Linked DNA regions of Ovis aries: all the other regions are linked to region 1. The links are chromatin contacts, called in public Hi-C maps. All regions are on one chromosome and are shown on one strand. The core of a region is the stretch at or near the end of the contact, and the rest is flanking DNA. Distances in the headings are between cores, read along the strand shown.

Evidence for each region. Hi-C and Micro-C count contacts between places; a contact is called where the count stands out from the background.
Region 2: a contact with region 1 is called in a Hi-C map of blood, with 2.3 times the contacts expected there. The contact joins the promoter of TRIB1 here to the enhancer-like site in region 1. A contact is called at or near these places in 5 of 16 Hi-C or Micro-C datasets (blood, liver and muscle).
Region 3: a Hi-C map of blood shows a contact between it and region 1, with 1.9 times the contacts expected there. The contact joins two enhancer-like sites. A contact is called at or near these places in 3 of 16 Hi-C or Micro-C datasets (blood and hypothalamus).

Annotation. Positions count from the first base shown.
Region 1 is chr9:27,739,761-27,743,756 of ARS-UI_Ramb_v3.0, reverse strand. No RefSeq gene overlaps it. Among named protein-coding and RNA genes, the nearest start is that of TRIB1, 77 kb to the left of the region's middle. Within about 2 kb of position 1,711, at least 13 of the 54 cell types and tissues checked have an H3K27ac peak or open chromatin away from gene starts, as enhancers often do. A contact at or near this core is called in liver, where this site is marked.
Region 2 is chr9:27,817,426-27,821,605 of ARS-UI_Ramb_v3.0, reverse strand. It overlaps TRIB1 (tribbles pseudokinase 1), which reads left to right and starts at 2,843. Exons shown (of 3, transcript XM_015097737.4): 1 at 2,843-4,180. The coding sequence starts at 3,852. LOC121820328 (a long non-coding RNA gene) reads right to left here and starts at 2,784. Exons shown (of 2, transcript XR_006060812.1): 1 at 2,596-2,784; 2 at 172-2,480.
Region 3 is chr9:27,638,142-27,642,036 of ARS-UI_Ramb_v3.0, reverse strand. No RefSeq gene overlaps it. Among named protein-coding and RNA genes, the nearest start is that of TRIB1, 180 kb to the left of the region's middle. Within about 2 kb of position 1,451, at least 14 of the 54 cell types and tissues checked have an H3K27ac peak or open chromatin away from gene starts, as enhancers often do.

The DNA.
Region 1 (3,996 bases), core at 462-2,961:
CTTGGGTCAGGAAGATCCCTTGGAGGAGGAAATGGCAACCCACTCTAGCATTCTTGCCTAGAAACTCCCATGGACAGAGGAGCCTGGGCTATAATCCATGGGGCCACAAAGAGTCAGACATGGATGAAATGACTAACAGTTTCCCTTTTTCACTAATCTTCATTGTGCCTTTGCCGTGTGATCTTGGGCAAGTGACTTGACTTCTCTGGGATCCAGGACATTCATCTGGAAAATGAAGGCCTGTAGCACTCAGCTCCCAGGTTTGTTATGAGGACTGAGCATTTTGTGAAGTCATTTTGTGACTGATAAACAGTTGTATATATACGAATTATGATTGGTTGAAGACAAGATGGGGGGTGCAGTTCAAGAGCTTGGCTCCAGTAAATTGTGAAGGCCAGCATCCCATGGGAGTCTGAGTGCATTTGATTGGTGGGAGCATCATCAGAAGGGCCTCCCATGAGGCTATTTTCTGGCTGTGGTCACCCTGGTATGCTGGTTATGCAGCAGCTCTTGGTCCTCTGTGGGTGTGTCTTGGAGATTCTGTTTGTACGAGAAATAGTGTTGGTTCTGAGCTTGCTTTGTGTGCATTCATAAACTAGTCCTTACAGAAAAACATGTGATCCTGGGGTTTGGCAAATGACGTGCTGGTCTGGTGGGTGTGGGTCAGGGCGTTGGTGTAGGTGTGAACCCCAAACTGGGTTGTCCATTCATTCAGCAAACAGATTTATCGAGCCACTGCTGTGTTCCGGTCACTATGCTGGTGTGTTGGGGGTACAGCAGGAAGCCCTGCCCCTTCTGGGAATGGAGGATAAGGTGATAAACAAATGTGATGAAGGATGATAAAGCAAAATGAGAAAATGGAGTGGCATTGAGGCATGGATTCTGACTTGGAATCTTGAGGGACCTGGGCTAAAGGCAGGGGTAACAGGCAGTGCAAAGGCCCTGAGGTAGGAGAAAGAGAGAGGAGAGGGAGGAAGAAGAAGGGGAGGAGATTGGGGGAGGAAGAGACTGGAGGTAAAGTGAGAGAACTCAGAGAGGTGATGGGGACATCGGAGGCCAAGCCATGCAGGGCTTTGTAGGCAAATGGAAAGTTCAGGTCCAGTGACTCCTTATATGCAAAGTGAGGGCTTGGACTAGGCAAGTAGTTTTCAACTCTAAAATGTCTGGCTTTAAAAAGCACCAATGGGAAAAAGAAAAAATGTACCAGTGCCCAGGCCCCACCTAGCATCTCTGGAGACCAAGCCTGAGTTTATTACTTCTCCCCCCTGCCCTTACAGCCCCACCTCCACCCCAGGTGACTTTGTAGGCAGCTGGAATTGAAAACCACTGGACCAAAATGGCTTCAGGGCCAGCAGGAAGAGCTTCCGATGGGGACACCTCCCTCCCTTCTGTCCCTCTGGGCATCCTCTTTAGGCTGAGACCAGCTCCAGCCTCAGTGGCAGCCTGCCTCCCCATCAAACATCCTGATCTGCAGGAAGAGAAGATGGGCCCTGTCTAGGCCTTCTTCCTATCCAGAGACCCGGGGACCAGAGGGCACAGGCCAGCGGCCACCCTTGGCCCCGGGAGATTTTGTTTACTGGGCACATTTCACTTCTACAGGGCCCGCAGCTGCAGTCTTGCCTCATCGCAGTTGCCAGCAATGGGGGGGCGGGCTTCACCCTGCCTGCTAGTCTCCCAAGTTCCTCTTTTGGGCATGTGCCTGCCCCTCCGTGTTCCCGTGGCTGCGTGGAAGTGGACCGAGGCCCAGAGGGTGACTAAGAGGGGAAGCCCCTGCGCCGAGGCTCCCAGCGGCTCCTGGATTGCGTAAGGGCTATTTTTGAGGCAATTGCAGACCATCTGATGAATCATAGCAAACACACATGGCCCTGGTGGTGGGGACAATCCTTCCTCATGAAGCTGTGGAAAGCGGAGCTTCTCAAAATGAATCAGCAGCAGCTGAACCCCATGTCCGTGGGAGGAGGGTAAGGCTGCGAATTACACGTTTCTGAAGTATAGGGGTGCGGCCTCTGGGGGCTGGGAGTGGGGGCTGCAGGAACCCAGGTCTGTGGCTTCCTCTGAACTCCAAGGGTCCCCCTCGCCCACCCGAGTCCACCCCGGAGCCCAGGGCTCTCCCTCATGGAACATAGTCCTCGCGCTTACCAAGGAGTTGAAGACTAGAAAATCTGAGGAGGTGCTAGGGTAACTGGTTGATGGCGACACCCAGGCTTTGGATCTAGAAACCCCAGAGGTCTCCCCTTGACTGGGTGACTGATGTGAGAAGTTCTTGACCATACGGAGCAGGCTCAGATCACTCTGGAGATGGGGAGGCCCTTCTTGTTTCCCCAAAGATCAGAGGAGTGTGAACTGAGGGGCAGAGTTGTGTGGTGATGGGGACCTCTGATTCTGAGATTAGATAATACTGGGTTCCAATATCGTGATTTGGTGCCCATGTCCAGATAGAGCTGAGACTCAGCTTTCTCATTTGTAAAATCAGGAAATGCTATCTGCCTGGAAAGGCTGTCATTAAGAACACATGAAGATTGCATGAGGCAGCTCATATAGATGCTAAGAACTCAGACTGTAAAACCTGGAGTTTCAGCCCTTGCTCTGCTACTCATTAGCTGTGTGTCCTTAAGTAGGTGACTTAACTCTTCTGTTCCCCAGTTTCCTCATCTTTAAGGAATGGGGATGATAGGATAATAGCATCTTTCTCATAGAATTGATAAATAAGCTAATACAGGTAAAATTGAAAGAAGGATGCCTGGTATGTAAGGAGTTCTAAATAAGTGCTAGCTATTATTATATAAATGATTATCATAGCACATTATCATAGATTTTTTTTTTCATTTTTACTGCCAGAGTGCAAGAAATTATAGCTGTCCTTCATAATCATGATTACTTTTTTCTTTTTTTTTTTAAAGGAGCTGGAGTGGTTTTGGATAAAAGCTGGGGCCTGAAGGGGCACTGGAGAGAAGAAAATCTAAAGTTAGGAACAAACAATCCTAAACTTGGTATGGAACCACAAAAGACCCTGAAGTCAGAGCAATCTTGAGAAAGAAGAACAAAGCTGGAGGCATCGTGCTCCCTGATTTCAAACTATATTACAAGGCTATAGTGACTAAAGCGGTATGGTAATTAACGTTAAAATAGATACATAGATCCATGGAACAGAACAGAGGGCACAGGAATAAACCCATGCATACATGGCCAATACATTTATGACATAGGAACCAAAGATATGCAATGGGGAAAAGACAATCTTTTCAATAAGTGGTTTTGGAAAAAAATGGGTGGCCACATGCCAAAGAATGGAACTAGAGCACTCTCTTACACCTATTTTAACCTTACAAAAATTAACTCAAAATGGATCAAAGACTTGACTGTAAGACCCAAAGCCATAAAATTCCTAGAAGAAAGCATGAGGTGAGCACCTTTGAAACAGGTCTTGGTGATAATTGTTTGAGTCTGACTCTAAATGCGAAAGCAACAAAAGTAGAAATAAACAGGTGGGACTATATCAGCTTAAAAGTTTCTGTACAGGAAAGGAAATCAGCAACAAAATGAAAAGGCAGCCTATGGAATGGGAGAAAGTAATTGCAAATCATATATCTGATAAGGGGCTAGTAAGCAAAATACATGAAGAACTCATACAACTCCATAGGAAAACCCCAAACAATCCAATTAAAAAATGGTCAAGGCCCTGAATAGACATTTTCCCAAAGACATACAATGGCCACAGATATATGAAGACGCTCAACATCACTAATTATCAGGAAAATGCAAAACAAAACCACAGTGAGATATCTCTTTGCATCTATTAGAATGGCTACTACCAAGAAGAAATAAGCGTTGGGGAGGAGATAGAGAAAAGGGAACCCTAGTATACCATGGGTGGGAATGTAAGCTGGTGTAAACATTATGGAAAACAGTATGGAGGTTCATCAAAAAATTAAATATAGAACTACAATATGATCCAGCAATTCTACTTCAAGGTATTTATCTGAAGGAAATAAAAAT
Region 2 (4,180 bases), core at 1,594-4,093, 77 kb before region 1:
GCAGCCCGGAGATGAGCAACACATCACGAAGCAGCTTTCACTCTAGGGCTGGAGGGAGGAAATTGGTGTCTTTTGATTCCCAGGAGCCAGAGTGCCTAGAGTAAGCTAGGACCATGAAGAGGCAGAGGGCACCACGGTTGGGTCCCCCCAGGAGGCAGACTCAGACAGAGATTAGAATGCAGGAGGTTTATTATGAAAACGCCTTTGGAAGGGGAAGGAAGGAATAGGACTGGATGGAGAGAAGATCCAGGCTGGAGGCAATCTCAGGGATGAACTCAGTGGACCCTAAATGGGTGGGCTGAAACTGGGATGCCCTTCAGAGTTGGCTCAAATTTGGGCAAGGAGGCTGGACCTGTTTACTCTACAATCACCTGTCATTGGACCTCCTGGGAATGGAGTGTGAACTTGAGCAAGGTAGCCCTACTCAGTCAAGGCAATTTCCAAAACTCCCAAAAGGCACTCTCAGCGCCCCCAGCGTAGAGGGTGGGGTGGGCATGGGTGGATAAATCCTTCAGTCCTGTAGGGAGATCTTGGCAGCACCTGGTGAGAGCCACACACAGGGGCTGGCTGAAGGCAGGTAGGGGTAGCTGGGCCACAGAGGAGGTGCAGCCAGGGCCCAGAGCAGCACCTTCCCATCTTCCTCCAGGGCCTCATTCTGGGCAGAATGGGCTGGAAGCCAGTGGGCAAGGGAGCATGAGAAAAAGTCTGTGTGGGGCAGCCCCAGGGAGCTGAGCAGGGATGGCCAGGGGATGTCTCTGAGAGCAAGCAGGACTAGGACTGGACCCAGTGACAACCCAGTAGGGGACAGAAAAAAAGGTGGATTCAAGGGGAAATGACTGCCAGGGATTCTGTCCCCAGGGATGATGGTGGCAATGCCTTTCTTTTAGAAGAGGCAGTGAAGGGGGTGCACACCTTAGACAAAGAGGCTGATGGCCTTTGCTGAGTTTGCCATCCAAGTGATGATGGCCAGTGGGCAGCTCAGTCAGTTTCAGTTTAGTCGCTCAGTTGTGTCTGACTCTTTGTGACCCCATGGACTGCAGCAAGCCAGGCTTCCCTGTCCATCACCAACTTCTGGAGCTTTCGCAAACTCATGCTTATCAAGTCCTGATGCTATCCAGCCATCTTATCCTCTGTCGTCCCCTTCTCTTGCCTTCATCTTTCCCAGCATCAGGGTCTTTTCCAATGAGTCAGTTCTTTATTATCAGATGGCCAAAGTATTGGAATTTCAGCTTCAGCATCAGTGGGCAGCTCAGTGGATCTTAAATAACTGGCACAAAATTAACTTGAAAGAAGGAAAACCTCAGGTGGACTCTCTCTTGCTTACAAGATCAAGTGCAGCCTTCTTAGCAGGCATTGGAGATTTTCTCCGATGATTTCTGCAGGTTCAGCTCCACCCTTATAGCCAACCTCGCCTCTTAACTTCTACCTGAACCTTCCCCACATCCTGTCTTACCTGCCCCGCCCACCCTCCCACCTCCCCACGCCCTCACTCCTTGCAAATCTTTTACAATCCCAAATATCCCCCCAGGTCAAATGCTTTCTAGATGGAATCCTCCCTAACTCTACAAATTGTAATCTCTACTTTGAGTCCCCACAAATGCTTTAAGAGCTTGAATGCATTCAGTAGCGAATTTGACCACAGCAAGTAACTTAATCTTTGCAGGCTTCTCTGTGAAAAGGGACAAAAAATAACTACTGGTAGTTGTAAAACATCAGTGTGTCAAGCGCTAAGAACAGCGCCTGCCACGTTACAGAGTTCAATTAGTGTTAGCTATTGTTAATTTTCATCTTCTTAATCCTCAGCCTCTAGCTTAGATGCTTCATTAGTGCTTGCTGAATGAATGGAGACTTAATATGGAAAAGGATTTATCCTTAGGGCTCGATCTGGTTTTAGAAAATGAAGCATTTAGCAGAAGTACAGAAGGGACTCTGATAACAGTTATCTGTGTTCTGTGTCCAGGGACTCCGAATTGACCTGGTTCTCGAAAGAAAAGCGACAGCATCTAGGTTGTTTTTTCATGGAGCTCTGTGCAGGGTCTGACACATCTCGAGCTCACGCAAATCAGGTTGCAGGAGTGCATGCACACGCCCCGGCAGGAGCGCCTGGATGTAGGTAGTATCACTACACCCGGTCACCAAGGAACCGGGTTAGCCCCGGGGCTCTAGACCCTGCTGCGCGTGTGGAGGCTGCGGAGGAGGCACGGGGAGGGGACAGGAATTCGGAGACGGCCACGTGGGCCCCTTCCGCCCTCTCCCCACATCCTTTGTTTCCCACCGGCCGCGGCTCAGGAAGCTCTTTCTGCGAGTCACCGCGAAGGGGCGGCCGGGGAGCCGGGAGAAGCTATTTCCGTGCAATCCGGGCGGGCGGCAGGCGCGGGAGGGGCGTGGAGGTGGAGGAGAGCAGAAGGCCTAGTGTTTGCTTTTATTTCATCCAACAGAAGGTTCTATTTGTGGAAGCGAACAGACGCTGGGGATTAGAGCTGGGAGGGGGCAGGAAAAGGAAAAAAAAAAAAAAACCGTCACATACACTACCACGCATAGGTCTTCCCCGGAACTACCGCGTGGGGGTGAATGAGTGATTCCGGAATTCATCACCTTCTCTTTCCTCCCTTCCTCCGGCTACCGCCGGGTCTCGGCGACGCCTACAGCTCCAACCTGAGGTCCCCAGGCGCGGGGCGGCGAGGGGATCCCCCGGGGCAAAAGGAGTCACCCCGCGGCCGCAGGGAGCGGCGGGTGCTGGAGAACTGGTGCGCGCGCCCGCGGTCCATTGTGCTCCGAGTGAATGAGGAGCGCGCACCAATCACCGGTCGCTTCACCTCCCGCGGCCCCTCCCCTCCCGCCCACTTCCCCGGGACCCTGACGTCACGGGAACTTTTCCTCCGCCTCCTCCCCCGGCTTCCAGCGCTGAGTCCACGGCCTGCGGGAGGGCGCGCGCCGCCTCCTGCCTAGACCAGCCTGTTGAGGGTTTGGGGGGAGCTGGGGGGAATGTGTGCGCGCGCCCTAGCGGGCTCAGAACTCACCACCTGCGCCGGAGCGCGCTCAGCCCCGAGCATCCCAGCCCTCGGGCCACCCCTTCGCCCCCGCCGACCCAGCTCCACCTCCCCTTCCCGCCGCCCCCCCGCCCTTGTCCTCCCCCTCCGCTTCGGTGACTGCTCGCCCGGCGGCAGGGCCGGAGTCGTCGCAGCCACCTCATTGCACAACCCGGCTTCCCAACTGTTTACACAGCCCGGCCTGTGAGTGTGTGTGTATACAGCGTGAGTCACCGGGAGGCGGAGGAGGTGGAGGAAAAGGAGAAGGAGGAGTGCACTGGCCGGGATCGGTGCGGCGCACACACTCACTCACACTCAGTCACTCTCTCCGAGAGCGTCTCGCTCGCGCACACTCACGCCGGGAGCCCAAGAGCGCGCCGGATTCCGAGCGCCGCGGAAAAGTTGCTTTGGCTTTCGCTACGAGACTTCTTGCTCTGGGAAGTGTGTTTGCTCCGTGGCTCCAGCGAGCCCGCGGAATCCTGTGCTCGCCGCTCTGAACCTCGGGAAGGCCGGCCGCCTCTGCCTCCCCGACTGTCGGCAGCTTCGACAACAATAGCGGCGGCTGCCGCTGTTCTGCTAGGCGCCCGGAGCAGGTACCCGCGAGGATCCAGAGACCCGAGCCGGCCTCCGCGCCGCGGACGCGCTGCCAGCGTGATCCCCGCGTGCACCAGGAGCGGCTCCAGCTTTGCCCCTAGTGGGGGCAGAACCAAGCTCCGTCTGCAAACTCCATCCCCCGGGCTGGAGTAAGTCGCGGCGCCCGTCGCGCCTTTCCGGGCGGATCCGAGGACTTATAAAGCAGGGGCCGCCCCGGCCCGGGTCGGGATGCGGGTCGGTCCCGTGCGCTCTGCCATGAACGGCGTCTCGCAGCCCCGCACTCCGGCCTTGTTGCTCGCCGCCGGCCGGGGCACCCCGGCCAAACGCCTGCTGGACGCGGACGACGCGGCGGCCGTGGCGGCCAAGTGCCCACGTCTCTCCGAGTGTTCGAGCCCCCCGGACTACCTCAGCCCCCCTGGCTCTCCCTGCACCCCGCAGCCTCCGCCCGCCGCTCCAGGGGCCGGCGGCGGCTCCGGGAGCGCGCCGGGGCCCAGCCGCATCGCTGACTACCTGCTGCTGCCCCTGGCTGAGCGCGAGCATGTGTCCCGGGCGCTGTG
Region 3 (3,895 bases), core at 202-2,701, 100 kb after region 1:
AACCTGGGAACTTGGGGAGGTGAGATGTCTTTACCAAGGTCAGGAGGTCCAAGGAGCAGGTTTAGACATGACACTTCCTAGAGACCATAGGCTCCAAGTGCTCTGGAATGGGGGTAGCAGTGAGTGTAGGGGACACACCCAGTTCTGCCCTTTGAGGACCAGAGGTTGAGTCTGTCAGGGATTTCATCCAATGGTGGGTGTGTACCTCTGTGTCAATTAGCAAGCTGTGTGCTGAGGGTACAGAGATGAATGAAGCACTGTCTTTGCTTTGAGGAGCTCATAGGATGGAGGCATACAGAGTGAAAATTCAAATCCACAACAAGTGTTAGTGGAATAGTGTGCAAAGTGTTTGGAGAGCAGGATTTGCCTCTGAGAGGTTGGAAAAGATACAGGCTTTGAAGCCAGGCACATCTGGGTTTCAGTTCCAGCTCTGCCACTTGCTTTGGGGCACTGGAAAAGTTACTTAACCTCTCTGAGCCTCAGTTTCTCTATCTAGAAAATGGGAAGAGTAACAACCTATCTGGGCATGGGTGGATGCAAGCGATAAAGCGCCTGGCTCACTCAGTGCGTGGAGACTATCACCATCATCAACTGTCAGAACTCAGGCCAGACGTTCACTTTCTCCAAGCTTCTCCAGGAACTTCTAGTGTTCTCATCAGCACAGGAGGTGATGGAGGTGAACTGTGCCTTGTAAAACCATGACACATTAAGCAGTGGTTGGTTATCACTCTTGGGATCCTTGTAGTGTGTGCGTGCGTGCACGCTCAGTCGCTCAGTCATGTCTGACTCTGTGCCACCCCGGGGAGTGTAGCTGGCCAGGCTCTTCTGTCCATGGGTTTCTCCAGGCAAGAATACTGGAGTGGGTTGCTAATTCCTCCTCCAGGGGATCTTCCCAACCCAGTGATGGAACCCAAGTCTCCTGCATCTCCTGCATTGGCAGGTGGATTCTTTTACCACTGTGCCACCTGGGAAGCTCCTTGGGATCCTTATTCAGTCCTCATTAGGGTCAAGAAGGAGATGCAGCAGGGTGGTTTGTCAAAGTCCAGTGCATAACTGCAGGCTGGAAGCCAGGGCAGCCTCTTTGATCTTATGCACCCCCACCCCCTGCCAACATCCAGAGCCTCCAAAACGTTTCCCTCCCTCTGAAATCTACACATATTCTGGACCAGAATAGGCAGATCCTGGGGCTTGGTTTCTTTGTCTCTCAGGCCTTCTGCTGGAAGGAGGGGGGGGCGGAGGGGGGGACTTGCCATCAAGCCTGAGAAAAAAGTCAGGCGTGTTTGGAATGCAATTGCAAAAGAGGTTACAAGAGCCTGGCGAGAATGCTGAAATCAAGTGATGTCGAGAGGTTTTGTTATTTTTGAAAAAATGACTCATTCTGAGAAACCCTAACGGCCTCCCAGAACATTCACCTAGTTGCCTGTATGTATAACCCAGAGCCCACTGCAGAAAAAACAAATCCTGTTCTCACAGCTGAGGGAGAGGATGGTGGGGGCAGGGAGGGTTGGTGGTGGGAATCCAGGTGGAGGAAGGCTTTAAAGCTAAGTCTTGCCCTCTGAGTGGACGTTTTTAATTTTTCAAGGCCTTTCCTCTAAATTGTGTCATTCCAGTCAGCACCAGAGCATCCACTTGGAGGTAACTTGTGTTCTTTGGGTTGACCTGAATTGGCCAGGGGACGGGGTGGTTGTTCCCATTTGACATGCAAAGGAAGTAGGTGCCCAAGAGCTTAAGCTATTTCCCCAAGTTGAAGGATAGGGGAAGAGAGGGTGAGAGAGGAAGAAGAGGAGGGGAAACGAAAAAGAAAAAGGAGGGGGAGGAAGAAGAGGAAGAGGAGATCCATGAATGAGGACCAAGATGAGAACCATGCTTGTCTTGTGGACAAACACTGCGAAAAGTTGGTTTCAGCAAAGGCAGCTGGTCTCCCCACTGTGGAACGCTCAGGATCAAGAGTTAGAACTGTGGGCTCTTTCTCTACCTCTGCCCTTAACCAAATGTGTGCCTTTGGGGAAACGTGTCTCTTTACCAACCCTCCACTGTAAAGGAATGGGGTGGAGGGAGTCAAACAAACTCAGAGCTTCTGAAATCTAGTGGGCACAAGAATATTCTGGAACATTTGTTACAATGTAGTTTGCTAGACCCCTCTCCAGAAATTCTGATTCCAAGGGTCTGGGGAGAGGCCAGGGAATCTGCATTGCTGACAGGCTCCCCAGTGGGGCTGCTGATTGGTCATGCTCCCCACTTTGAGCATCCTCAGGCCTGGAATGACCCTGTCATTTCTACTGTTCAGTGATTCAAACATTCAGCATCTCCTGGTCATTGGAACTGTGCCAGGTATGGGAAATGAAAAAAAAAAAAGAACTAGATGTGGTTTCTGCTTTCTGGGTCTAGAACCCTAGGTGGGGATACAGAGAGGACAATGGATCCTGTTATCACACAAGGTCCAAGGGGCCAGGGAGAGATGAGAGTGTTCAGCTGCCCGTGTGGGAGTCAGGTGGGGGCTCAAGAAGGAGGGTGCTGGGTGAGACTTTGGACCAAAGTTGCCACTAACTGGGAGGATGTATTAGGAGACGACTCCTGGGCAGAGAGTAGTGCAGGCTGTTTTAAATAGTCCACAGAGAAAGCATTGGCTAAGCGTTCTTTGCATGTGAGTGCTGCTCAGAACCATGAGAAGCCACCAACCACAGCTGCAGCTATTCTGTGTCTGCTTGGAGGGCCTGAAACCAGAGGACAGGGTTCCCAATGGGCCAGCATCCCTGGGGACCACACTCTAGTATAATACGTACACTACTCACCACTGATGCTCATTATTTGTGAAGTCTGCTTTTGCAAATTTGCGTACTTGCTAATATTTGCTTGTAACCCCTAAACTTATATTCGCGGTTCTTTCACAATCATTTGTGGTCATGTGTAGAACAGTGAAAACATTTGACTCACCCAGCACTCATGTTCCCACCTGAACAGTGCAGTCTTCTTTCTTAAGCTCTTGTATTGTAAACAAGGGTCCTTTCTATACTCTATTTAGTGCCACCTTTTGAGTATTTTGGGGCTTCTTTTGGGTGATTTGGCTGTTTAAAATTGCCCCCAAGCAAAGTGTCTTATATTGTGTAGTGCCCTAAGCATAGACGGTTATGACGTATCTTATGGGGAATATAGGTGTATGAACTAAGCTTCTTTCAGACATGGGTTATAGCGTTGTTAACTGTGAGTTCAGTGTTGATGAATCAACAACATAAATTAAATATGGACTTCCCTGGCGGCTCAGTTGGTAAAGAATCTGCCCGCAATGCACCAGACCCAAGTTCGACCCCTGGGTTGGGAAGATCCCCTGAAGAAGGAAATGGCAACCCACTCCAGTATTTTTGCCTGGGAAATCCCATGGACAGAGGGACCTCGTGGGCTATAGTCCATGGGGTTGCAAAGTTGGACATGACTTAGTGACTAAACCAGCACCTTTAAACAGAAACACATATAAAACAAGGTTATAAATTGATGGATTGATGAAAATGTTGTGACCAGAGGCTCACGGGAACCTAATCTTATATTTCCCCTAGGAACAGTGGTACAGCATTAATATAGTGCTCATGGCAACTTTATGAGACAGAACTACCATGAATAATGAGAATCTGTGTGTGTGTGCACACTCGTGATGAAGCCATTGCCATGTTTTCTTTAGCTTAGTATTACAAGTTAGTATATTTAATAAGATAATTCAGAGTTGCAGCAAGAATTTAATAAAATCGGAATATCTCAGTAAATTTTGGAAGCTTTCTTACTAATTTTAACTGGTGGCAGTCCTTAAACAATTTAGCCATCTCCTCTTCTGCCTAGATTTGAGCAAAGACATCTTTCTATTCAGCCTGAACTTATCTTCAGCTTCCATACCCAACTAAATTCA